Linked DNA regions of Mus musculus: all the other regions are linked to region 4. Evidence: chromatin contacts called from public HiCAR-type and promoter capture Hi-C data. All regions are on one chromosome and are shown on one strand. Each heading gives the region's core, a stretch centred on a gene start, on an enhancer-like site or on the middle of the called end of the contact. The rest is flanking DNA. Distances are from core to core; before and after follow the strand shown. Region 1 holds the start of Cox7b (cytochrome c oxidase subunit 7B). Region 2 holds the start of Pgk1 (phosphoglycerate kinase 1). Region 3 holds the start of Atrx (ATRX, chromatin remodeler). Region 4 holds the start of Abcb7 (ATP-binding cassette, sub-family B (MDR/TAP), member 7).

Region 1 (6,139 bases), core at 3,543-6,042, 1.6 Mb before region 4:
TTCAGTCTATCTGCCTCAACCCCCCAAGTGCTGGCATTGCAGCTGTGTATCTCCAACCAGACTGGCTTGTGCCTCAGCTTTGACTACAGAATTTTGGAAGGAAATCCAGTCACTGAAGTATATCTAGGAAGGTGACTCAAAATATGAAACTCCAGGAATTATACAACAAAAAACCTGGCCAACTTATCTATAGATGTTTTCAAGAGCCCTGTCAATGTTAATCACATACTTTATAACATATGACAGCAATCTTTTAGCTGACGTCATATGGAAATATGATGAGTCAGAATTTCTCTACTGCAATGAACTGATGTACAAATTTCGAAAGGGAACATATTTAACTCAACATTAGAATATTCTAACTGTTTTAGAGGTAAGCTCTCACTATGTACATTATATAGCCCAGGCTAACCTCATACTTGCAGACATCTACCATCATGCTTGGGCTCCACAAATAAGATTCTTCTTACAGTTACACAAGACAGAAAAGGGCTGCCTTGCAATCCAACAAAAACTTTGTTACCGGTCATTAAGAGGATGAATGCATGCTGAATGCAAAGGAAGACACACACATTGGGTGGATGATCAGATGATCAGATGGCCTTTCCAATCCTTCCTTAACTAGAAATTGAACATTTTCATAGACTAGATGAGACTAAAACATGTCTAAATTAAAAAACACTGAGCCTGAGATTATAGCTCAATGACAGAGCACTTGCCTAACATGTGTGATACCTTGAGTTCAATCCCTAGAACTGCAGAAGAAATAATCAACTAGTAGTACTTACATATGTCCATGTAGAAACACAGAAGATGGCTCCACCTGCTAATATAGCATTCCCATATTTGTCATGGAAACTAGGTGCCCTCTTCTGGTGGCTCTGCCTTGCCACCACTTGCTGAATGCTTCGAACTTAGAAAAGAACACAGAAGTATATGGATCAGTTATCAAAATAAAAACACACAACTGCCAATAAGGAAAGCAAAGCAACTCCACAGACTACTAAATGTTAACCACAAGAACAAGTGGTCAGGTGGTAGTGGCACACATCTTTAATCCCAGCACTTGAGAGGCAGAGGCAGACAGATTTCTGTGTTGAAGACCAGCCTGGTTAGAAGCCAATTCTAAGACAGACAAGGCTACACAGAGAAACCCTGTCTCTAAAAAATCCAAAACAAAACAAAATCAAAGAAAGAAAGAACAGAAGGTTAGACAGGTGGGCAGACAAGCACCTTCTCAAGCGCTGTGAAAGTAAAACCAACTGCCAGGCTCACACCTGAAGGCTCAGCTCTTGGGGGACTGAGACAGGAGAACTGCCGCAAGTGCAAGGCCAAACTGGGCTAGACAGTGAATTCTAGGCTACCCTGAGCTCCAGTTAAAGACTCCAACTCAAAAAAATAAACAAATATGAGGACTAGAGAGATGACTCAGTGGTTAAGAGCATTGACTGCTCTCCTAGAGATCCTGAGTTCAATTCCCAGCAACCACACGGTGGCTCACAACCATCTGTAATGGGATCTGATGCCCCCTGCTGGTGTGCCTGAGGACAGCTACAATGTACTTAACATACATAAAACAAATAAGTCTTTAAAAAAAGAAATAAGGGGCTGGTGAGATGGCTCAGCGGGTAAGAGCACTGACTGCTCTTCCAAAGGCCCTGAGTTCAAATCCCAGCAACCACATGGTGGCTCACAACCATCTGCAATGATATCCGATGCTCCGATGCCCTCTTCTGGTGTGTCTGAAGACAGCTACAGTGTACCTACATATAACAATAAATAAATCTTTAAAAAAAAAAAAAAAAAAAAAAGAAATAAAATGATAAAGTGACACGTGGACAGAAACATTTAAAAATACAATAAAATGTTGACACATGATGGTAAATGTTCTTCATACCAATTCTCATTTTTTTCTGCATTACTGAAAATTTTCACAGCAAAAATAAAAATCAAATGTTTATCACCTTAAAATTATGCCCCCAAGCTATGGTAAGCAGGATTTTAAAATAATTGGTAAAGAATGAGGTTTTTGATTATATAATAAGAGTATATAAGCAGGCAAGCACGTGGAAGGTAAAAGCAGGAGGATCAGGAGTCAGCCTACGGTGCATGACACCTTGTCTCAAAAAACAGAGTAGAAAAAATGTTATGATAGAGATTTTATCATCAGGTAATTTCTAGCCTAGAAGGGAGTATTATATGTGAAGACATGATCTCTGTTGTACAAGAAAGTAGAATTAACTCAGCATTTAGGCAAGTAGGATTTGTAGGTGGGTAGGGGTGCAGGGCAGAGGGAGGGTATAGGGAACTTTCAGGATAGCATTTGAAATGTGTATAAAGAAAATATCTAATAAAAATTAATTAATTAGAAAAAGAAAAATGGAATATCGACAGAGATAGATAGATCTACTGTACCAGAGAGCCAATCAAGTTTGGATGAAGAACAAGGTTATAAAGGTAGCTTATTAAGGAATAAAACTCGAAAAAAGTGGTAAATACCAAAAAGTCAATAGTTTTTCTCTTCAAATCTAGACACCACCACCTCATTATTTTAAAGGTCTTTACTGTGTGTCTTTTCTTAAAGATTTATTTATTATATGTAAGTACACTGTAGCTGTCTTCAGACACACCAGAAGAACGTATCAGATCTCATTACAGATGGTTGTGAGCTACCATGTGGTTGCTGGGATTTGAACTCAGGACCTTCTGAAGAGTAGTTGGTGTTCTTAACCGCTGAGCCACTTCGCCAGTCCCTGTTTTAAAGGTCTTTAAAGGTACTTACAGACACAGAGGAAAAAGCAATGTTGAATTGAGGTGCAGCGGTTCATAGCTGTTCTCTCAGTACTTGGGAGGGTAAGGTTGAAAACTATACTCAATTTTCATGCCAGGCTGGGCTGCAGGGTAAGACAAAACTGCTGTTCCCTCACTAATGTTTCAGGCTGGGGAGAGCCTGGATTCAGTGGCAGAGCTTTGGGTTCAAATTCTATCAAATCCTCTCTCACCCCCAAAACAAACACCACCACCACCACCACCACCAATGGTCTCTATGTGGTATAATCCTAATAATTCCTTAACCATTATATTAGCTGCTTTACTTACGGTTCCACTTTCACCTTTAACCAGCCACACCCAGGGAAATAAATGTAGCGGGATTGGTGTAGTGCTTGCCTAACATTCCCTAGACTTGATTGCTAACACTTCAGAAGCAAACACAATTAGGTCTATAAAGGTGGGAAGGACTTTGTCAAGCCCAGCACTTGGGAAATGGAGGCCAAGGATCAGGGGTTGAAGACATCCTTGGCTACAGATTAAAATGGCAGGCCAACCTAGTGTACCTGAGACCCTCCCTCAGAAAACAGCCACAGCCGGAATAAGCAAATTCATAAACATTCCATAATCAATTCTGCTCCAGAACATTTAAAAGGGTGAGTATGAGAAACAGAAACACAACAAAATAAACTAAAAAATCATCTTTTTGCCTGGTCTCCAGAGCAAGTTCCAGGACAGCCAGGCTACACAAAGAAACCCTGTCTCAAAAAAAAAAAAAAAATGATAAAAAAACTTTTCCTACAGTATTTTTAAAAGTCCCTAAGTCACTTAAAGATCAAAGAAATTGAGATTACCAAACAACTGTTGTTTCAACACTCTGATTTACCAAGTGATCTCCCCTCTATACCAAAATAAAATTAAAAACAAACAAACAAACAAAACCACCCAGTTTAGTGACCAGAGATTGGTTAATGGTCTTTGACATAGGTATTACTTACTAACCTCTGTTTTACAAAAACAAGTTTATAACGCTAAATCATTTGTCCAAAGTGAAAGAAATAATAAACACAGCTTGTAGCAGATGAAAGATCAGTTGGGCTTCTTTCTTTTTTTTTTTTTTCAATTATTCCCAAAGTACTTCAGTACTTAGAACACAGCATGTGATCTAAAGGTAAAATAAAACTAAATCCATGGCTAGAAAAGCAAGTAAGTATTGTGTAAGGTCACCTTCATTCACATTACTGAAGGTCACCTTCAGGGTAAAGCAATTACAAAAATGAATTTTTTTCTTTCCAGTCCAGTGTATTTTCCATATATACTGCTAGTCTCAAGTTTCCACGTACTTGCCTAACTTTAAAGCAGGAAAAAAAAATGACCATGATTGTTTTCGCTATAGTTAATATTCCGTTAATAATCTACAGATGACTTCTTCAAAGCTGCCAGGCTTAAGGTTTTCAACCCCTTGCTATGAATCCAGATGCGGTAGATTTAGTTTCCTACCACCGTTATTGTAGGAGATCAGTTCTTCTACGTAAATACACTCCCAGAGCTAAAATTTAGATCATCGCTAAAAGAGCAAGGTGTCCGCCAAAGCGTTCTTCCTGGAAATCATAGGTCTCTGAAGAAAGAGAATGCATAACGAGGTTAGGAACACAAGGACAGGATGATAAAGCCACTGTCACAGCTACCTCTGTTATGGCTAGCTTCCCTTCCCAGTGACTGGAGACCACGCAGGGGACCATGCACCTAGAATTAAAACCCGCAGGATTTGGGGCGGAGGAAGAGGGCAGAAGAGCACGAGGACAGCCGGATCCCGGGTGTTGTAAAGAACTCGCCCACATTATCTGCTCACCTTGGAGACGGCTTAGTGCGTTTTTGGCTAAGGGCAACATCGCGGAGACGAAGATGGAACTGCGGCGACTATGCTGCTGCCTTGGTGCAAATTCACCCCAGCTACCCTTGCAAAGCGTCCTGAAAAACAAAATGGCTTTCAGCAGGGAGCCCAAATGAGAATTGGTGAGATGTCGCGAGATTTAGGGGTTGACCTATAGAAATTGTCATCCTAGTTCCTGCGAGGAAATAGGAAGGTCTTTGGGAAATGTAGTTTCAAGCTTGATGGCTTCCATAAAGTAGTATTTACTAAGCAGGGAGGTTAACTCTTTGGACAAAGGTTTCGGACTCTACAAAGGAGAGCTGAGACACCGACCTTACATAAGGCACCAGCATCAAAATGGTGCTAAAACTCCAGAGGATTGGATCTAGTGTCTCACTTCCAATTACAGTCCCTTCAAATTTTTCACATTCTGTCTCCTATTACCTACATTAATTGGTTTTACCTTTATTGGTTTTTTTTTTTGGAATTTTTGTGGGGGAGTTGAGACACGGCCTCTCTATTTAGTCCTGGCTGACCAGGAACTCTCTATGTAGACCAAGCTGGCCTGGAACTCACAGAAAAAGTCCTGCCTTTGCCTCCCAAGTGCTGGGAGATCAATTGACCTTTTTCCCCTAAGGATTCCAGTTCATGTGCATCTGGCAAGAATACTATATATGTATCTTCTTAAGAAACTCTGTGTAGGGCTGGTGAGATGGCTCAGTGGGTAAGAGCACCCGACTGCTCTTCCAAAGGTCCAGAGTTCAAATCCCAGCAACCACATGGTGGCTCACAACCATCCTTAATGAGATCTGATGCCCTCTTCTGGTGTGTCTGAAGACAGCTACAGTGTACTTACATATAATAAATAATAAATAAAAAAAAAAAAAAAAAAAAAGAAACTCTGTGTAAGCCAGGTCTCCCTATGTAACCCAGACTGGCTAGAACTTACTATGTAGCCCAGACTGGCCTAGAATTTGCAATTCTTTTGCCTTAGCTTCTCTAGTGTCATGATTAGATAAATAATGTACAAATCAAACTCTGCTTTTTAGAGCATCCTATCAAAAGGTATAGGATCTTAGCATGTCCCATTCAGTAATAGTATGAACTTAATCATTTAATCCAAGCACTGCATACCAGATTTCTACACTTTAAAGTCACCGCTTTCCCTTTGTAATTAAAAAAAAAAAGTATCTTGAGTGGAAAGGAGGGATGTGTGCAAAAAAAAAAAAAAAAAGGTAACTCCAATGCATAATGACTATCCTATTCTGCATAAGCTTCTATCCACTATGTTTTGTATCCATTGGTAATTCTTTACCACACTGTGTCTGTATGACCACTGCAGTTCATATGCCTAAAGCAACCTGAGTGAGCATAAAACAGAGATACTCAAACCACCATGCTTATTTGGTATGCTTGTTTATTTTTTAAGATTTATTTATTTATTATATGTAAATACACTGTAGCTGTCTTCAGACACACGGGAAGAGGGCATCAGAT
Region 2 (6,112 bases), core at 2,613-5,112, 1.8 Mb before region 4:
CTTGATTATGAAACTCCATCTTTCCCATTTTCACTGGTCTTTCCCGTCTGCAGTGACCACAAACCCTGCAGGTCACTGGCTTCCTCTCTACCCTGAAGACCAATCTACCGCACAAAGGAGCTTGAGGGACATACTTCTTGATTCCGATTTAAAATTAAAAGGCAGTGTGCCTCTGAACAAAGAAATGCACTCTAAGCCAGGTGTGGTGGCGCACACCTTTAATCTTGGGAGGCAGAGGCAGGTGGATTTCTGAGTTCGAGGCCAGCCTGTTCTACAAAGTGAGCTCCAGGACAGCCAGGGCTATACAGAGAAACCCTGTCTCGAAAAGAAAGATAAGAAAGAAAGAAAGAAAGAAAGAAAGAAAGAAAGAAAGAAAGAAAAAAGAAATGCACTCTAGTTGGTTTCAGGCACTTAAGGCACCCTCTTTAAATATCCTGAGCAGGCCCTTGCCAGCCTTAAAGTGCAGACCACAGCAGATCCAATATCCCATTACCAGGACTGAGTTCCCCCTCTTGCAGCCTCCTAGAGAAGATAATAGACAAAAGGGTTAACTGCACAGGGTGGATAGTGCTGCTTCCTGCACCCAGAACCTTACAAGAAGGAATGAATGCCTTTGGGCTAAAATATCCAACCATCTGTGGCTTCTATCCAAGCTGTGATGACATCAGCTTACCGATGAAAACTGGATTAGTTCTCACTGACCTCTTGATTGCCTTTGACCTTCACTCTCTCCTAGACTTACAACTCGGCCTTTAGCTTCTCTCCTGAAGACTCCAAAGCAGGAACAACGTTCCTTACACAAATCACTTGTTCACTTGGGGGTGGGGAACGTGGTGTATACACACACACATATATACATATATACTGAGCATACATACATCTAAATACGTATATACTGGGAAAAACTGAGTTTCTGTGCAGTCTTTGCAATCTTTTACAACTCCATAATTACTCCAAAATAAAACTTTTTCAAAGCAGAATGGTGGTGGCTACAGCACACCCCGCAGGAGGCAGAGGCAAGAGTTCCAGGCCAACTTGGTGAGTTCCAGGACTTCAAAAACACAAAGCAAAGAAACAAAACAAAAACTTTATATAGAGAACATTAAATTAGAATATCACGTCTTTGTTGAAATCTCGAGATTCCAGGCCCTGTTCTACTAAAACTATGGGAAGGAACCATGCCCACCACTGCCTTGTGGACTGATTGCTAAAGTCTGCTAGTACGATGGTGTCTGCTCTCCGTTTTCCTCTTCCCACCAGAGCTGTTGCTTCGAAAGTCCCAAAAGAAAACCAGTGAGGTTGAGGGAAGAAAACGTACAAGAAAGAGAAGTGCCAGCAAGCAAAGGATGACTAGGGACCTATGGGTGAAAAGGAAATGACATGACAAAAATCAGCAGGAAATGTACTCACAGAGCCTTGTAAAATCAACTAGAGTGAGGCGGAACCTGTTGGTGTTTCTGGCTTATTTTAAAGTTTCTCCAAAAGGAACTGGGGTGACTCAGTGGTAGGGTGCTCAGGCACAAGGTGGCTAGTGTTAGATTCCCCAACACAATGAAAACTAATAAAAGTTACCAACAACAAATCAACTTCCCTTGCCAACTTAAAGCAAGGGACTAGTCAGAAAACAAGAGCACCCTTCTACAGGGCAGAAAGGAGGTGAGTGAACGGGCCCAGGATGCAGGAGGCCCCATTTCTGAAGCACTGCCAGCAACTACCACAAAAGGCACTGAAACAAAAAAGGTATTGAGCTCACCCAGGCATGGCTGCCTAGACTCCTCACAGAAGCCTACAAGGCAACTCCCCATGCAAGATGCATTAATCTGGAAACCAAGCAACTTCACCACTGTGGCCTAAATACCAACCAAGTACAATGTATCCATATTATACAGGACTGCAAACTCGACAGATAAAGTCTATCCCAACCTGTTCCTGAGTCAGGCTCAAGGAGCTAAAGAGACCCAAATCCTAGTCCTGCCTCTGCTACATTCTCTAGACCTCAATAACCTTCACAGCGCCCTTTTCCATCAGCCAAAGGAGGCCAGCCAGTCTTTTCCAGGCTTAAAGGTTAACCTGGGTTAAATGAAGCTTGATTTGGGGCAAAAGAGAACTGTTGCCTCCTGTCTCACCCTCAACCGGAGTTAATTCCTTTAAGATAGTTTCTCTGTAGAAAATAGCATAAAATCCCAAACTGCCATCCCACAAAAGTGACCAGCACAATGGCCCACTGTCTTGTCTTTGAGCAGCTGCATGCATCTGAAAAGGTCAGCCTCAAGCCAGTAGTGCCTGTCTCCCTCACAGGATGAATCTTTTGTCCTTAGAACAGAATGAAAAGTTAGCTAGAACCTGCCCTTTATCTATGATTAGGGTGGCTGGGATTTCTGCTCCATCCTGATTATTCTATCCCATTTGGGGTAACATTAAGTGTTTTGCATGAACATAATACAGTGGGTTGGTTCTGGATATCAGCCCAGGAAGAGAAGGCCACCTACCAATATTGGCTACGATAAAATAAGTGCCTGTACAGAAGCCAGAGAACCTCTGTTCCCTTACATGTGTTAGTATCTAAAGGATGCCCTCACTTGAACTGGCCCAAATCTTCAAAGGGACCAGGATTACTGCCAATCAGTCATCCACTTCCAAAGAAGGTCAAGCAGGCAGAGTAGTCAGTCACTGCGACCATCAATGGCCCTTAAAAATTCCCATCCTTGGGTCCTATAGTTGTTACATGAACAACCAGGCCCATCAGTTATGTATCTAACCATCATCCTTGACTCCTGGCAAAAAAAAAAAAGTATACATTATGAAAGGCAAAAAGGAGAAGACGCATACACCCTAGTAATTCTTTCAGGTAAGGGAGAAGCCAAGTTAAGTCAGTGACCTGGGACCCACATGTGCCACGTGCGTGGGAGCCTTCCTCAGTTCTGACATCCTGCTTCTCTAGCCACCTCTCGAGTGAGGTTACAGGCCTCCAACTCCCGGCGGCCACACCCTGCATGTGTCACAATCCTGATGCAAACCCCAGGGCCAGGAGTCCAACCGCAAGGTAGGGCAGCAGAGGCCTGTTATATAAGCCATACAGAGCTTCATCCAGTGGGCCTCACCCTCCCACCCACAATTCTTTGGGGAGAGGGACCTCCACTCGAGAGGACTTTGAGCAACATCTTTTGGGAAAGAAATCATTTGTACCAGGACCAATGAAACGTGGGCGGTTTCGGATTCGTCACGGATGGTCCAAGAATCTTGGGGGAAGGGAAACTAGCTAAATGACCTTTCAAGGTCCCTCAGCAGGGGCCTAGAGATTTGCAGGATAAGTACTACGTCCATTCTCGCTACAAGAGATGAAACTGCACTTCAGAAATGGGAAAAAGATTGAGTCCTGAGAATCTGAGCCCTTTATCAGTGGGATCAACTCCCTAAAGGACACATTTGGTCGCTTTTTAAGCTAGAAGCAGTTAGGACGCAGAAAAGCAAACTCAGACACAGTCTCCGCCCCAATGAGGTGAGAGGAACAGCCTTAACCTCCAAACCCAGGACCCCCAAGACCCAGCTGAAAAATAAGTGCAACTTAAGGTGATGGGAAAACCGTGCTTGCCACGGCCAGAGAGAATGTGGCCCCGAGGGCTTGAGGGCAGCAGTACGGAATTACCTCATCACGACCCGCTTCCCCTTCACGTCCAGCTTGTCCAAAGTCAGCTTGTTGGAAAGCGACATTTTGGCAACACCGTGAGGTCGAAAGGCCCGGAGATGAGGAAGAGGAGAACAGCGCGGCAGACGTGCGCTTTTGAAGCGTGCAGAATGCCGGGCCTCCGGAGGACCTTCGGGCGCCCGCCCCGCCCCTGAGCCCGCCCCTGAGCCCGCCCCCGGACCCACCCCTTCCCAGCCTCTGAGCCCAGAAAGCGAAGGAGCAAAGCTGCTATTGGCCGCTGCCCCAAAGGCCTACCCGCTTCCATTGCTCAGCGGTGCTGTCCATCTGCACGAGACTAGTGAGACGTGCTACTTCCATTTGTCACGTCCTGCACGACGCGAGCTGCGGGGCGGGGGGGAACTTCCTGACTAGGGGAGGAGTAGAAGGTGGCGCGAAGGGGCCACCAAAGAACGGAGCCGGTTGGCGCCTACCGGTGGATGTGGAATGTGTGCGAGGCCAGAGGCCACTTGTGTAGCGCCAAGTGCCCAGCGGGGCTGCTAAAGCGCATGCTCCAGACTGCCTTGGGAAAAGCGCCTCCCCTACCCGGTAGAATTCCCAGGCGCCTTTTCTAGACCTTTGCAAATGTCATCCCCTTTTGGAATCCTCTGCTTTCTCAGCTCCCAAATGGAAGTCTACATAAGGTCTTACTTAGTAATCGAAACCTCTCAGAAGTTAAAAAAGGACCAGGCCTTCCCCTCCCCCCTTTTATAATAAAAAGTACAATGTAATTGCTGTGGTTACATTATTCATAATGACGAATACATATAGCATGTGTCATGCTAACTAACAATGCTCATAAAATTCCTAAGTACGTTCTGTTATTAAAGATGAAGTAACTGATAGACAAAGATTTAGTGTCTTATCAAGACTGCAAAGCATCTAAGTGATCATTTCAATCCTGGGCCACTGTGATTTCGACTGCTTTGGGAGTGTAGCTCAGTGGTAAAATGCGGGCCAGAGGCCGTGGATCCAATCTCCAGCACTGTTTAAAAACAAAAACAAAACTTTAAATCTCTACTGACACTCATTTGGGCTAAGGACGGTGCTCAGTGGTAAAGTGCTTGCCTGACGGTCTGAGACAGGACAACTAGTTAGGAAATTGAAGGGCACATGAGAAATGGAAGCCCTTGTTCACTCTCCTGGTTTTTTCTTTCCACCTCTCTCACTGGCAGATATCCAGGAGTGACTGGCCAAAGCACCTCTGGAAGTTACTATATTATGTGAAGTAACTCAGAAAGACAATACCATGTGTTTTCTATCCTATGCAGCTTTTTATATAAGCATATACATGGAGAGGAGAGACAGGTCCAGGAAAGGGAAACAGTTTTAAGAGAACAGAGGACGGAAAAAGAACTGGGTAACAGGAGCCACGTGACATGGAAGAGACAAAGGACTGCAGGAATGCTGAGAGCCCCCATGGTTATCCAATAGCAGTAGTGCAGTCTGAAATCGGATACATACAAGCGACTTTACACAGACTGAGAAGGCTGTCCTTACATATTTAAGTACACACACACACACACACACACACACACACACACACACACACACGAAAAAAAAGCCATAAATTTTGAGGTCTGCACCTTTCCCTGCTAACTGATCTCACTGACCCTACATTTTGTCTTTCTGTTTTATTAACAAGCTAACTCTCCACTCTGAATCCTGGTGAGATTCTTTTCCACGGTGGATGGCAAGGTCTCTGGGCGCATGAAAGCATCCTACCTGCCCAGGTTCTGAAGGAGACTCCGTAGTGCCAGCAATACTGAACTGAATGCCCTAATGCCAGCTACAGATCTCTACATATAACTACCTTTTAATTTGTGTTTATCCTTGCGTGTGGGGTTTTTTGCCTGCATGTATGTCTGTGTTTAAGATAAACATTTGTTTTTGCCAATCCTTTCCAACTTTTCTTCCTTTTCAACCTTACTGGGAAACAACTCCTGGAAGTTATTTCCAAATGATTCTCTGGACTTCCTACCATTTAGTAGCATTCCATTCTGGCTCAGTTATCATTGTAATGAGTCAAACTGTCCTTAGATAAGGTAGAACTACAATATTGACTGTCAAAGGGGAAACTATGCAAACATAGAGTGTGACTCCCTAACTTAATGATTCTTCCCAGTTATTAAGCACTTGCTGTTTGCCAGGCACTGGTGAGGGCTGAATATACATGACTCACTACTCTGCATAAGAACTTTATAGCCGGGCATGGTGGCGCACGCCTTTAATCCCAGCACTTGAGAGGCAGAGGCAGGTGGATTTCTGACTTTGAGGCCAGCCTGGTCTACAGAGTGAGTTCCAGGACAGGCAGGGCTATACAGAGAAACCCTGTCTTGAAAACCAAAAAAAAAAAAAAAAAAAAAAAAAAAAGAAAGAAAGAAAGAAAAGAAAAGAAAAGAACTTTATGAAGTAAGTATTATATCTTAA
Region 3 (6,590 bases), core at 3,190-5,689, 1.5 Mb before region 4:
ATCTCTTTTTTTCCATTCAAAAAACAGAAACCAAACCCTAAACACAATAAAACCATGTTAGCACACTGAAATTTTGTTTTATAACCAGATTTACCTATTTTGTATTTACAAATGACACATATGCTATTCTCAAAACAACCCCAAACCAAATTTAACAATAAATAATGGATGACATGCCAATTGAAAAGAGTGTTGGAGTGGCTTTGTTAATATCAGAAAACATAGACTTCAAGACAAGAAGCAAGAGACAAAGGGGTGCATTTTACAATGAAACCTGTGAATATACTGGCAAGATAAAACAATTCTAAGTTTGCACACAACCTACAACAGAGATCCAACATAACCAAAGTAAAATAGAAAAGCAGGTAGAAGTAAATAAAAATTATTGAAAACACTTCCTCTCAATGGCAGATACAAAGGCTGTACAGAAAATTAACTAAGGTATAAAGGCCTTTATTTCTGACTTGATTAGATTGAGGAGAGATTAGTAAGGCCTTTCCAGAGGCCTGAACTCAGGGGGAAAGCTCTGCTTGAGTGTGAATAATCCACCCCCACCCCCCCACCCCCGTGCAGGTTCAGATAAAAGGAAAAGGGGAAAAGCAAACCAATGAGCAGGGAGGGCACCCGCTCTTTCTGCTTCTGGGTGTCCTTGATGTGAAGAATCTCTTCCACATGCTCCATGATATGCACCCTCACTACAATGTGGGCCTCACTAGTATTAGAATTTAATGAGAACATCTGTTAAAATAATGAGCTGAGGTTTATGTCAGCATAATCCCTACTTGCTTCATATTTGTTGCTAGAAAATGGATAATCCTTTTGTTACTTGCAACAATTAAAATTAATTTCCCCCATCGCCTTTATAATATATTCTCTTTATAGGAAAATTTGTGAGTAATGGAAAAGTACAGTGCAGAAAAAAATCACTGAGACATTTCATCTGAAGGTATCATTGAAAAAAAAATGTATGCACAGAGAGAGAGACAGAGACAGAAAGAGACAGACACAAACAGAGAGACAGAAAAATAGACAGATAGACAGAGTACCTCTGAGATCTGGTCTCTCTTTTTATCCCTGGCTTCCCTGGAACTCACAGAGATTCACCTGCCTGTACTGTCTGAGTGTGGGGATTAAAGATGTACACAACCATGCCTGGCTATATTTTATGTTTGTGTGTGAGTGTGTGTGTGTAGTTTTCACACTGTTGGAGATACACATGGAGCTGAGGTAATGGGCAGCTGTGAATTGCCTGAGTAACTGTTGCAAACTGAATGCAGGTTCTCTGCAAGACTAATATATACTCATAACCATGGCATCATCTCTCCAGCAGCGTCAGGGCAGGCATACATGGTGCTGGAGAAGGAACTGAGATTTCGACATCTTCATCCAAAGGCAGCAGAAGGAGACTGTGAGTGACACTGGGTATAGTTTGAGCATAGGAGACCTCAAAGCCCACCTCCATAGTAACATACTTCCTCTTACAAGGCCACACCCACTCCAACAAGGCCATGCCTCCTAATAGTGCCAGTCCCTATGGGCTAAGTATTCAAACACATGAGTCTATGGGGACCATACCTATTCAAGTCACACACTGGGCTATAGAGTAAAATGATGTTTAAAACAAACAGACAAACAAAGACCCCTAACAATACAGAATGGAGGCAAATGCCAGTAATCCCAGTGCTCAGAGTCTCAGCCAGGAGTTCAAGACCATCCTTTTCATGCTGTGATAAAATGTTCTGACAAAAACAACTTAAGGAAGAAGGGTTTAATTGTCTCACAGTTCCAGGTTATACAGTTACACAAGGTGGCAGGAACTGGAAACAACTGGTTACATCACATCTACAGTCAGGCGTAGAGAGAAATGAACTCATACTTGCATGCTTAATGCTCAGCTCCATTTTTTCATTCTTACGCAGTTGAGAGTCCACAGCCTTGGGAAATGTGTTAACCACAGTGGGAAGGTCTCCCTACCTCAGTTAATACAATCAAGATAATTCCCTACAGTCATCCTTAGAGGTCCTTCTCCCAGGTCATTGTGTCAAAGTGGTGGCAATTAAAACTAAACTTCCAGCTACATAGTGAGTTTGAGGCCAGTCTGGGCTACACAAAACCTTGTCCCAAAAACAAAACAAACAAACAAAATTCATTCAGATTAAAATAATAGATGAATTACTATTTTTTCCATAGTTGTGTCTGTTAGATAGCAAGGATATTTGTTGTGATGAAATAGATCTTTCAGGTTAACTTCATTTCTCAAGGAGGAAGAACATGGCTTCTGTAAATTGTGTTTAAGTAATATTTAATATATTAAACACAAAAGAAGAACATTATTGAACAACAGAAGATTGATTTCCACAGTTGGTAGTGGATCTTGAACATTTAAAAATTATTTGAAATGTTGCAAGTTTCTGTTCATCAAAAATGTATGCTATCCAAGAGAACTCTTTAAAATTGTGATGATGTTGACGTATATAGCTCTCCATACTTGATGGCTTCTGGGTGTGGGAGATGGCATCTGGGGGACAGGCTCAGTTTTCTTTAAAGGGCTGGCCACTGGGAGTTTGACCAGGCTATGGATAACACAAATTGGTCTTGTTTTCTTCTCCTCCTCCTCTTTCTCCTCCTCTTTCTCCTCCTCCTTCTCCTTCTCCTCCTCCTTCTGTTTCTTCTTCTTCTCCTCCTTCTCCTCCTCCTCCTCTTCCTCCTTCTTTTCCTCCTCCTCCTCCTCCCTTCCTTCTTCCAGGGAGGGCAGACTTGAGAGGACTAGGAAGTGAGTGCGATGGGGTTTCACAATGTCAAATTCCAAATAATCAATAGAAGTACTGTGAAAAGACATAAAAAAATGTATATTAGAGGCTGAAGAGACTGCTTAGTGATTATGGGCACTTGCTGTTCCCAGCACCTACATTGGGTAGGTCATACCTGCTTGTAACTCCAGTGCCAGGGGTCCAACATTCTCTTCTGCAGTGTGAGGACTTGTGTACATATATACATCCAGGCTCTCTCAAACATACATACAACATTTAAAAACCAAATCTTTATATGTTAGTTAGCCAGGTGTGATGGCATATGCCTTTAGTCTAAGTTCTCAGGTGGCAAAGGCAGTTGGATTTCTGAGCTGAAAGCCAGCCTGATCTACAGAGCAAGTTCCAGGAGAGCCAGGGCTGCACAGAGAAACTCTGTCTCGGAAACAAACAAACAAACAAACAAACAAAAACCTAGTCTGATTGTTGGAATGCATTGTTTGAAAAGAGACTCTTCTCTTGTCATTCTAGTCCAAAACTGCAACCCTGACATCTAAGCATGACCAAAACTGTTGCATATTTCAGGAAAAATAAACAGAATGAACAAAATAAAGGGAATGAACATGTGTTCCAGAATAAATGTGGGCACAAAGTTGGAAACTTCAAATTTAGAAAACTTATTTGTGATTTGCAGAGATTATGAATGAAAAATGAAATGAGGGGGAAACGATTTGGATCAGTTGGTAAGTGAGATATACCCCCAATCATATCAGATTGAACTAATGGCTGACCTGTGTGTGACAATTTCAAGATTGTTCAATATCAAAAGAATTAGATGTCAATGTCCAGTTGATCATATATATATAAATACCTGTAAGTATCCTTAAGTATGATGGGGTACACCTGTCTTCTAAGCACTTTGGGAGGCTGCAAGGACAGTCCAAGTTTGAGGCCAGCCTCATATACATGTTGAGTTGCAGCCTAGTCAGGACTGTATAGCTAGAATTTTTCTCATTCTCTTTCCACAAAAGGTAAAAATTCACACGTGTAAGCGTTGGCAAGCTGAATATTATAATGAAATATATAGAAGAAAAATTAAGAATATTATAAAATAGGAAAGAAAATATTTATATTTTGGGTGGCTATGGAGATTAATGATTAAGAGTGTGCATGTGGGGGAGGGGTTAGGACATAGCTCAATGATAGAGTATTTGCCTAACATGCACAAAGCCTTGGGTTTAAAACAGCATAAGAATGTATGTCCACCCTCCCCGCAAGGATGGATGTTTGGCTGAATGTGGAACTTGTGCATTGGTATCCTCACCCATTAAAATGTTAGGTCTGCCTACTTTGGATGGTTCAAGCATGAGATTAAGATAAAGGATCTGTGTAGTGGTCGACATATAGTAAATTCTCAATAAACGTAAATGGGGTGTCATTGTTTCACCAATTATGTGGAAGTAGAGAGGTTGGACCAAGAGCGCATTTTCAGGATAATGTCAAGATACATCCCTGACACTTTGAGGTCAGCAGTAACTGAACTGGACCCCACTAAGAAGAGGTGGAGGGGATCAAATGACGTCGACCGCCTTAGCAACAGGCTCCCAAAGAAGGTGAATTTCCGTAGCCAATAAGACACTGAGCTCTGGCAGAGGTAGCCAATAGATGACGGAAAGAGGAAGAGGGAGGACGCGCCAATTCTCCTGCCCAAGCCTCGGCCCAACAAAATGGCGTCGGCATAGGCCTTGCTTTGTTTCCGTGGCTCTTGCAGCAGCAGCAGCAGCAGCAGCAGCAGCGGTAGCGGACTCTGAGCTGGGAGGACGATCCAGCACTATCTGCGGTGACTACTAAGATCCCAGTACTTTTCGTTCAGCCACTGGCGCCGAGGAGCGCAGAACGGTACCCAAGGGGTTGCCAAGCCAAGCGGCCGTCCGAGCCAAAAACATGACCGCTGAGCCCATGAGGTAAAACGCAAGCCCTTGTCACGGGCCCCGGCGTTCTGCTCCCGGGCGCCTTCCACTCGAGTGGGGTGTTTGCAAAGACGTGCGCTAGGTGCCCTAGGCCCGCGCGCGGCTTCGCGGTCAGCGGCATCGTTTTCCCTCTAGGTGAGCGGGGCTGGGGGAGCGCGGTGGGAAGCCCCAGCTGGGGCTTGGGGTGTGTGTGTGTGTGTGTCTATGTGTGTATGTGTGTGTCTGTCTGTCTGTCTGTGTGTGTGTCGGTCGGGGGCGGCATGCGGCGCGCGCGTTGCCTTTCCCGCCTCCCGCCGCTGCGGAGCCGGGAGCCCCTGCTCGGCTCACGCCTCCGTGCCCGCGGCGTCGAGGCCTGGGGGCGGGGGGTGTCGCGGGCCACCGAACGCTTGCGGTCAGTCTTTCGAATCTCGGGGCCTAGCGACTGCGTGGGGAAGGAGGGGGGAGGGGGGGGGAGAAGGTGGATGGGGGAGGGGGAGGGGCGGAGGATGGGGAGGGGGAGGGGCGGCGGGAGGAAGTGAGATCCTGGAACTAGCGAACCCCAATGGTCGCCTCCACTGGAAGTCCTCCAGCTCTCCGCGGCTCCGAGAGGAGAGCCGAGCATTGGAGGTAGGAGGGCCGGGCCCGGAAGGTACCTCTAGAAGGTGCCTTTTCGCCCCCCGACTCCAGATCCTGGAGGGTTATCTTGGGGACCCCTGGGCGGCTGAGACGGAGAGCGGGCAGCCCAATGCGGGCTTTTGCTTTCTGAGAACAGCGGCCGACGACTTTGCAGGAGAAGTCCGGTTTTTGACGGGACATCGGTTGTTGTTACCCCCTGCGGTTTGGGACACGTTCCGTGAAGTAGTTAGATCGTGCTTTTATTTATTTGTTCCACGAGGCATGTGGAGCGGGTTAACGGGGATTCACCAGAAGATTTATTGCAAAGGTAGAAGAGAGCCCAGGCCCGATGTTAGCGATCAAATACGTTTACGATTCAGGCTGTTTTTCCACGCGTTTCTGATTTGCTTTTTGATTGTTTGGAGTAGTTAATCTGAAATGGATTCCGCTTTTATGCAGATACCTTGCTTTTTTAGGCAGTTTGATATTTGACCTTTTATCCCAAGATTGAATTCGGTGATTTTTCTTCTCGAATGAGATGCAAGCTTGGTGAATAGTGGCAAAACGAAATTATAGGTAGCGTGGATCATAATTGCATCTGTAATTGGCAAAATGTGCCGTTGGGTGACTAGGACATCATGGCTTTGAGCACTTTAGATTGTAGAATTTGAGAACGAGCCTATCCGATTATTTTCTACCTTAGCAAACAGTGCATCGATGCTCTCTTTACTTAGGGAAAATATACTTCAGTTCTGTTTGTTTGTTTGTTTGTTTGTTTTTCGAGACAGGGTTTCTCTGTGTAGCCCTGGCTGTCCTGGAACTCACTCTGTAGACCAGGCTGGCCTCGAATTAAGAAATCCGCCTGCCTCTGCCTCCCAAGTGCTGGGATTAAAGGCGTGCGCCACCACGCCCGGCTTATACTTCAGTTCTTAAAATACAGGCACTTAGTTGTGTAAAGATCATTGTCTTCCTTTATGAATTTGTGTTAACTGACCCAAGTAAAACAAATCTTTTTTTTTTTAAATGGAATATTGAGCAGTATTGGCTGGTTAATACCAGGCATTCATGCTCATTTACTTACAGTTCAGTATGACTTCTAGGTTTTACTTCATGTCTTAGTTGTCTGTATTTAAAACCATAGTTGCTTCTTTGTGGATGGTGAAGCTGGATACTGAAGGATTTGAAACCAGCCTGACTCAAAGCTAAAAATCTCCAAACAGAAAACAGGTGTTGCCTGTATCCTCTACCTATCAGGAGGCTGAGGAAGTTCAAGACCAGC
Region 4 (7,010 bases), core at 2,619-5,118:
GAGATGTTCCAGGCAGAGAGGAAGGCAAGTACAAAAGCCCTGAAGTGAAAAGAACTTCTGGCATTTTCAAGTAACAGAAAGATCCTGGTGGTCTTCACAAAATACATAGTATTTTCTTTAAATTCAGTAGGAAGAAGTGGAAAGAGCACCGTATTTGGAGTCATTAAATCTAGGTTTAGTCTCCATTCCCATTAACTCTGCAACCTCTGTCAAGCTGCAACCTGTTTCCTCATAAATATGCGATAAAACTGCTAATAAATAATACCCATCTTCCAGGGTTGATGTGAAAATTAAATAAGGTATAAAAAAAGGTACTTGATGAGTTGCAAAATGCTATCTACAATTAGATGAAATTATTGCATAAAGTATTATTGTGCAATCTGAGGCTGCAGCAGCTATTTATAGTAGCTTTTCTTGTATCTACTTCAGTATCTCTCTTTTTAAAAATTTGTTATTGGTTATTTTGTTTATTTACATTTCAAATGTTATCACTCTTCCACGTTTCCTCTCTGAAAACCCCCCATCCCACCTCCTCCCTCTACCTCCACAAGGGTGCTCCCTCACCCACCCACCCACTCCTGCCTCACTGTCTTAACATTCAGATGCTGCAGGCCAAGTTGGCCTGTCTATTTCACTATCCTTTCTCTATTAGCGTACAACTTCTATTTCATCTTATATTCCCAGGTACCATGGAAATTATGTTTGGTTTATTTAGTAAATAAATGTTTGCTCCTTTTTTGCTCATTAGAAAACAGCTACTTGAATATTCCAAGGTTACTCACATTTTTTTTAAATTGCAGAACTTTCCTTAAAATGAACACCACTGTAAAATACATTCACTCCCTTTAAAGACCTCAAAACTGGATCTGCAGAGATGGCTCAGTAGTTAAGAGTACTTACTGCTCTCACAGAGGACCAAGGTTTAATTCCCAGCATGCATGTCAGGCAGCTAACACCTACCTGTAAACTACAGCTCCAGGACATCCAATACCCTCTTTTGGCTCCCGTGGGCTCCAGAACTCATGTGTACCCAAACGCATACTAAAGGGACTCCTAATGAATTGATATTATATGAATATATTAGTGCACTTTCAACCCTCATCATAGAATCTTGTCATTTTTCTACTTTTTGCAGTAGAGATTAAAACATATCTGGTTAACATTCAGAGCATAAGATATCATGGAGTGACCAGCCCTATATGGGATAATCCATACCACATGCCTTCCTCCACTGGCTCAGAGATTGCTGTGGAAGAGGAAATAACCTAAAAGTCACAGGTGAGGACACAAGAGGACAACTGCACATATGACATCACAGTCCTTGGGACAGCATGCACATGTCCTGTGCAAGATCAAGTCAGACAAAATCCCAGCATGGAAGAAGGAAATGGTTTGGAAGTCCAGCTCCTAGTAGGAGACCAAGTGGCAGCTGTTAACTGTTGAGGCAGGGAGGGCCAGGTTTCTTCAGATATGTGGTCCATAAGAAGCTGCCCATGTTCCAGTATATGGTCTTAAGCCCTTGCACATATAGACAGCACTATGGACTTAAACAACAAGCACATGAAGTTTGCAGAGAGAAGTGGTGGAAATAGGGGAACATTTGCAGGGGAGGGAATGGGACAGTGGGGGATTAGAGCAAACTACATTATATGTATGTATTTATGAAATTCTCAATAAAGAAGAGGGAAAAACAGTGTCAAGTCAATTTGTGTGTTTGTCAAGTCAATTCCTGTATTTTTTTCTCATTTCATTTCAGAAGAAAAATTAATTTCTTATCACCTTAAAAAATAAATCTTTAAGCTGGGCGTGGTGGCGCATGTCTTTAATCCCAGCACTTGGGAGGCAGAGGCAGGCTGATTTCTGAGTTTGAGGCCAGCCTGGTCTACAGAGTGAGTTCCAGGACAGCCAGGACTACACAGAGAAACCCCGTCTAGAAAAAAACAAAACAAAACAAAATCTTTAAAGACCTCAATAATGTTGCTTTATGTCAATAGTACCTATTGGTATTTCTAGTAAAAGCCCAGATTTTGAGAAATTATCTATAGTATCAGATGTGGGTATTTCATAAATTTAAAATCTTCTTCTGATTGAAATATAGGATTCTACATGGCTTCTTGAAATTTTCATTTAGTTTTATGTTTAAGAAGTAGGCAATGGGGGCTGGAGACTTGGTTTAGCAATTAGGGGCACACTGCTAAATGTGATCTTGCTAAATGTGATCTTTGTTCTTGCAAAGGATCTGGGTTCAATTCCTATTCATACAGATGGTAACTCATGACTAATTATAGGGCCACTGAACCTTTTTCTAATCCAACACTTCCAACTCTTAAGCCAAATACTGTTAATCCAGCATAGTTTGATGGATATACAAGTATGATCATTTTACTCTCCTGATTAAGGCATTCAATAGCTGCAGCACACAGCATTAATTTCTTAAGACAAAATTGCCATCAAGAGTTTCTGTTCACCCTGTTCCATCTCCTACTATTTTGCCATCAAGAGTTTCTGTTCACCCTGTTCCATCTCCTACTATTTTGCCATACACTTTCTGGACTCCTGAGCCTGAAAGTTTTCTTATGAATTCCTTCTTTTCATATAGCCATCTTCTTTACATGTATGGAGGGATAGTCAGCCTCTTTAATCTGAAATTCTAATTATCTTCTTCCCCAGAAACCTGGTGAGTGATATGGATCTCAGAAGAAAGTGAAGCTAGCTGCATGGGCCATATATATCTTTTGTCTTTTGTCATGACATCTCTCATTAGTTTATAATGCTTCTACAGAATTAATTCAAGATTACTTACCTGCCTTGTGTAAAAGGTTTGAAAATGAGCCTGGTGTAGTTATGCCTGCTTTTAATTCCAGCAATCCAGAGGCAAGGACAGGGGGACATTGGAATTTGAGGCTAGCCTGGTTTGCATAGCAAGTTCCAAGTTCCACAGTAGCCAGGCCTTTATAAAGAGAAGGGAGAGAGAGAGAGAGAAAGAGAGAGAGTGGGAGAGAGAGAGGGAGAGAGAGAGAGAGAGAGAAGTGTTTAAGGAGAGATTTTTGAGAATGCATTAATGAAATTGTACCTTCTTGACTCCAGGTTTTCAAGTAGCATTTATATTTGGAAATTGTTTCCCACCCAGATACTTGTAAACATATTTCCATGGTATTTGGTTTGATTATAGTGCTGACAAAATAATACAAATGTGTCTTTAAATATGCAGTTTACTATATAACATGTTCACTTACCATCCACCTAGCAGTTTTTAAATAAGGGACTCTGAAGAAACCAAAGGGAAGAGCTACAAGGAGGCAAATTAATGGAATGAAATATGTGTGTACCCCGAGAGCTCCTTGTCCCAACAGCAAAAGACCAAAGGCAAATCAGGAAAATAAAAGGTTTTACAATGAAGGCGGCGACTCTCACTTGTGAAGCCTTCTCCAGGGGAAAACTTGTCTGTACTTTAATCCTCAACGTTAATGCACAGGGAGAATGAGAGTTATGCAGAGTGGAGCATGGCATTGAGTTGGAGACAAGAAAGGAATCGAATGGCAGACAAGATAGGGTTGTCATATTTACCAAAGCAACACTTGGGACATAATTATCCCAATCATTTGTTTTTTATCTGAAATAACATTTAAGTGGGTAATCCTGTATTTTATCTGGCAACGCTAAGAGAGAAGAACAATGGTAGTCTGATGGTCTGGGCTGTGCAAGAAAAAGCCCGAGTCACTGGGGGGAAAAAGAGTAAAGCTCTACTTAAGCACAAGCATCTTCAGACACAAGCTATTTCCGGTGTCGGGCGCGAGCGGGGGGAGGGGAGAAAGCAATGAAAGCCGCGGCACTCAGTCCGCCGGCGTCCCACAATCCTCCTCTCTCGGTTCCTTTTTCCTCGCTCAAGATGGCGCTGCTCGCGATACATTCCTGGCGCTGGGCAGCCGCGGCGGTCGCTTTCGAAAAGCACAAGCATTCGGCAGTTCTGACCCGGGCTCTAGTCTCCATGTGCGGCTCAGGCCCGCGATGGAGTTCGTCCCAGCGCGGCGCGTCAGGAAGCGCTCGGCTGTCCCAGGTGTGTGGCCGCGCGCTTGGGAGAGCAGGGTGAAGGACAGGGGAACCTGGTAGGGAAAGGGTTGCCCTTGTGACCTCAGGTCAGAGGGAGCGCGCCTAAGGAAGATTGTCAGGGCGAGCTCAAGAGTGGCGGCGAGGGTAGGAAGTTAGGGTTAGGAATTGGAGGCGGAGAGGAAGAACACGTTTGGGGACAGCAGAGAGCCGGGAGGTTTCAGGCACGGGGCACCTGCAGTGCCGGCGTCCTGTAGGGCTTTGCCGCTTGTTTTCTAAGTGGGTGGCAGACGGGGCTGCTTCCAAAAGTTCCTCGTGGAATTTGGTGCTGAGCGGCCCGTGCTTCAGAGTGTACTAAAGCGGGAGTATGCAATTGCGAGTGCACTTCAACAGGACAGAACGCCACCTATAAACAAGTAGCACATTTAATTGGTACGTTAACTCCCTCAACTGACAGGCGAGCTCCCTCGGAGGCAAAAACCATAATTATCCTTTTCTCCAAAATGTACACTGCTCGAAGACAGACGCTTTGTTATCTTTTGCTATGACTATTCAATTACGTTCTTTGTGCATTCCCTTAGTGTGGCAGTGATTATGCTACCTTGGAATATTGGCTACCATTAGCTCATTCAATAAGAGTTTGTTTTAAAAAATCGTCTGTGGTACTTGTACTTCAGTTTGTGGTTTTTTTTCCTCATATATTGGCAATATTTTAATTGCCACCACGTGTTCGTCAGTATAACCTTAACATACTGTCATTTTTGTTTGGAAAGCAGTTTCTTAAATTATGACTCCCTGTCAACAAATATTTAATGTCTACTACTACTATAATCATAAACACTGTTTAGATAACAGAAGTCAAGAGAAGCATACAGTTAGGCCTTCAAGGGTTGAGGTTTGGTTTGGTTTTTACAGACAAGGTCTTGTTTTGTAGTCTCGTTAGGCCTTGAGTGTGTGATCCTCCTGCTTCAGCCTACCGAGTACTGGGATGACAGGCATAAAGTGACAAGGATTGTACAATTTTTAAAATTGAAAAATATTTGAAATCGACAAATAATTGTGTATATTTGTGGAGTGTGGTGTGATATTTAATACATGGATGTAAGTGATCAGTTTAGAGTAATTGGCATAGTTTGCATCCTGAACACTTGTTATTAGTATAGAGAATAATATTTTAGAGATGGAAAGAGTCTGTACTATAATGCTATGGAATGTCAGTGATTAGATCAGCACTTTTTTTTTTCTTTTAGGTGAAATAAAGTAATATAGAAAAGAAACTCTAGGTTTTTCGGATATTAAGGGATGAATAGTTTTGTGAACTTTTGTTCACATATTCCCTATAATGTGATTACTGAGATGGGCTATGAAATGTATTTTTTTTTTTGCATTATGCTCTAGATTCATAGCCACTCGCTTGTTGCGGCCATTAAAATTAAAAAAAAAAAATAGTTTCTTCGGCCTATTAGCCACATTCCAGGTTTTTAATAGCCAGGTGTGGCTGGGATGTGTTGACAACATAGCTAAAGCTGTTGAACAATATGATTTTAAAGAATATGATATCTAGCCCTTCTAATTTTGCAGATGAGGAAACTAAGCCACAAAAATTGATAAATGAAAGCCTTCAAGGCTATTCATTCATTTATTGCTTTCTTTGTGTCAGGTACTTATGAAATAATACTCTCGTAGTCACCAAGGACACAGCAAATGCTGACTTGTACTAATAATGACGAATACTATTAATGGTGGGAAACACCTTAAGTATAAAAATTATTGTTAAAACCAGAGGATTTTTATATACCTTTAAAACTGTATAGTTCCTTATACAGCTGCTTCTGGACTATAGTATTTCTACTAAAAAGATTTATAAATCATGTTGCAGTTCTGGGGATGAAACCCAAGGCCTTATATAAGCTTGGCAAGCATTCTATCACTGAGCTGCATCCCCACTGCATGAATTTTATATACGTTGTAGTTTATATTATTAACATTTAAAATAGTAGATATTGCAGTATCATGTACTTTCTTAGCATGTTTTAGCATTAACCGTCTCTGTTTGTATTAATCCTGACACTCAACAACACCTTGTATTCATTTGTAATTCATCCATTTAAAAGGACATATTAATGGATTCTACATAATCAGTGATATATACCACCATTGCCACATTCAATTGCCTCAAAAAGAAACATGCTTTTTGTCTGTCTTTTTATGCCTTTGTTCTTCTGACCAGGTCTAAGCAACCACTAACTTATACATTCTTTATATATTTGTCTATTCTGGACATTTAATATGAATGGGATTATTTGATATGTGGTCTCGTTGTTTGATGTTGTTTCCTTAAAACATTGTCTCCTGTAACTAAGGCTGACTGGACTTGAAAACCTTCTATGTAGCCTAGTCCATAATCAGTCTACGAACTGATTATAAGAAATGCACTACCCTACCTCTCAGTATATGACCTTTTTTGACTGTTGCTTTCATTTTGCATTATTTTTAAAGGGTTGTTTAATTATGGCACATGTGTCTACTACATTATTTGTTGAGGCCAAATAATGGTTTGGATATACAAGATCATTTTGGATTTTCTTTTTTAATGGGCTAAGTAGCCTTGGCTGACCTGGAATTTGATATGTAGACCATGTTGTCCTTTAGCTCATGAAGTGTTAGAATTAAAGGTATGTGCCACCGTACCTGGCATGGTTAGGGTTAGTCCTGAGTTTCTTTTTTTTTTTTTTCCTTTTAAATGTTTTTTTTTTTTTTTAAATTTTATGTGCATTGGTGTTTTGCTTGCAAACATGTCAGTGTGAGGGTGTCAGATCTCCTGGAAGTAGAGTTATAGACCACTGTGAGCTGCTATGTAGGGGCTGAAAATTGAATCCAGGTCCTCTTAACAGCCTGTGCTCTTAACTCTCCAGCCACATAGCTTGATGATTTCTTGCTGTCTACTCCTTTTGGGTGTGATT

What was found. Promoter capture Hi-C pulls out the DNA fragments that hold promoters and counts their contacts. HiCAR-type assays count read pairs that join an accessible place to other places.
Region 1: a HiCAR-type map of astrocytes shows a contact between it and region 4, with 6 times the contacts expected there. The contact joins the promoter of Cox7b here to the promoter of Abcb7 in region 4. A contact is called at or near these places in 3 of 39 promoter capture datasets (the C10 cell line, erythroid cells and liver), 1 of 115 datasets of contacts at active chromatin or transcription factors (astrocytes) and 1 of 9 other capture datasets (liver).
Region 2: a contact with region 4 is called in a promoter capture Hi-C map of liver, with 4 times the contacts expected there. The contact joins the promoter of Pgk1 here to the promoter of Abcb7 in region 4. A contact is called at or near these places in 1 of 39 promoter capture datasets (liver) and 1 of 115 datasets of contacts at active chromatin or transcription factors (astrocytes).
Region 3: a contact with region 4 is called in a promoter capture Hi-C map of liver, with 2.9 times the contacts expected there. The contact joins the promoter of Atrx here to the promoter of Abcb7 in region 4. A contact is called at or near these places in 3 of 39 promoter capture datasets (erythroid cells, liver and pre-B cells).

The regions. Positions count from the first base shown.
Region 1 is chrX:106,014,353-106,020,491 of GRCm38.p6, reverse strand. Cox7b (cytochrome c oxidase subunit 7B) reads right to left here and starts at 4,792. Exons shown (of 3, transcript NM_025379.2): 1 at 4,622-4,792; 2 at 789-913. The coding sequence starts at 4,661.
Region 2 is chrX:106,184,850-106,190,961 of GRCm38.p6, reverse strand. Pgk1 (phosphoglycerate kinase 1) reads right to left here and starts at 3,862. Exons shown (of 11, transcript NM_008828.3): 1 at 3,647-3,862. The coding sequence starts at 3,711.
Region 3 is chrX:105,927,221-105,933,810 of GRCm38.p6, reverse strand. It overlaps Atrx (ATRX, chromatin remodeler), which reads left to right and starts at 4,439. Exons shown (of 35, transcript NM_009530.2): 1 at 4,439-4,711. The coding sequence starts at 4,692.
Region 4 is chrX:104,410,704-104,417,713 of GRCm38.p6, reverse strand. It overlaps Abcb7 (ATP-binding cassette, sub-family B (MDR/TAP), member 7), which reads left to right and starts at 3,868. Exons shown (of 16, transcript NM_009592.1): 1 at 3,868-4,057. The coding sequence starts at 3,890.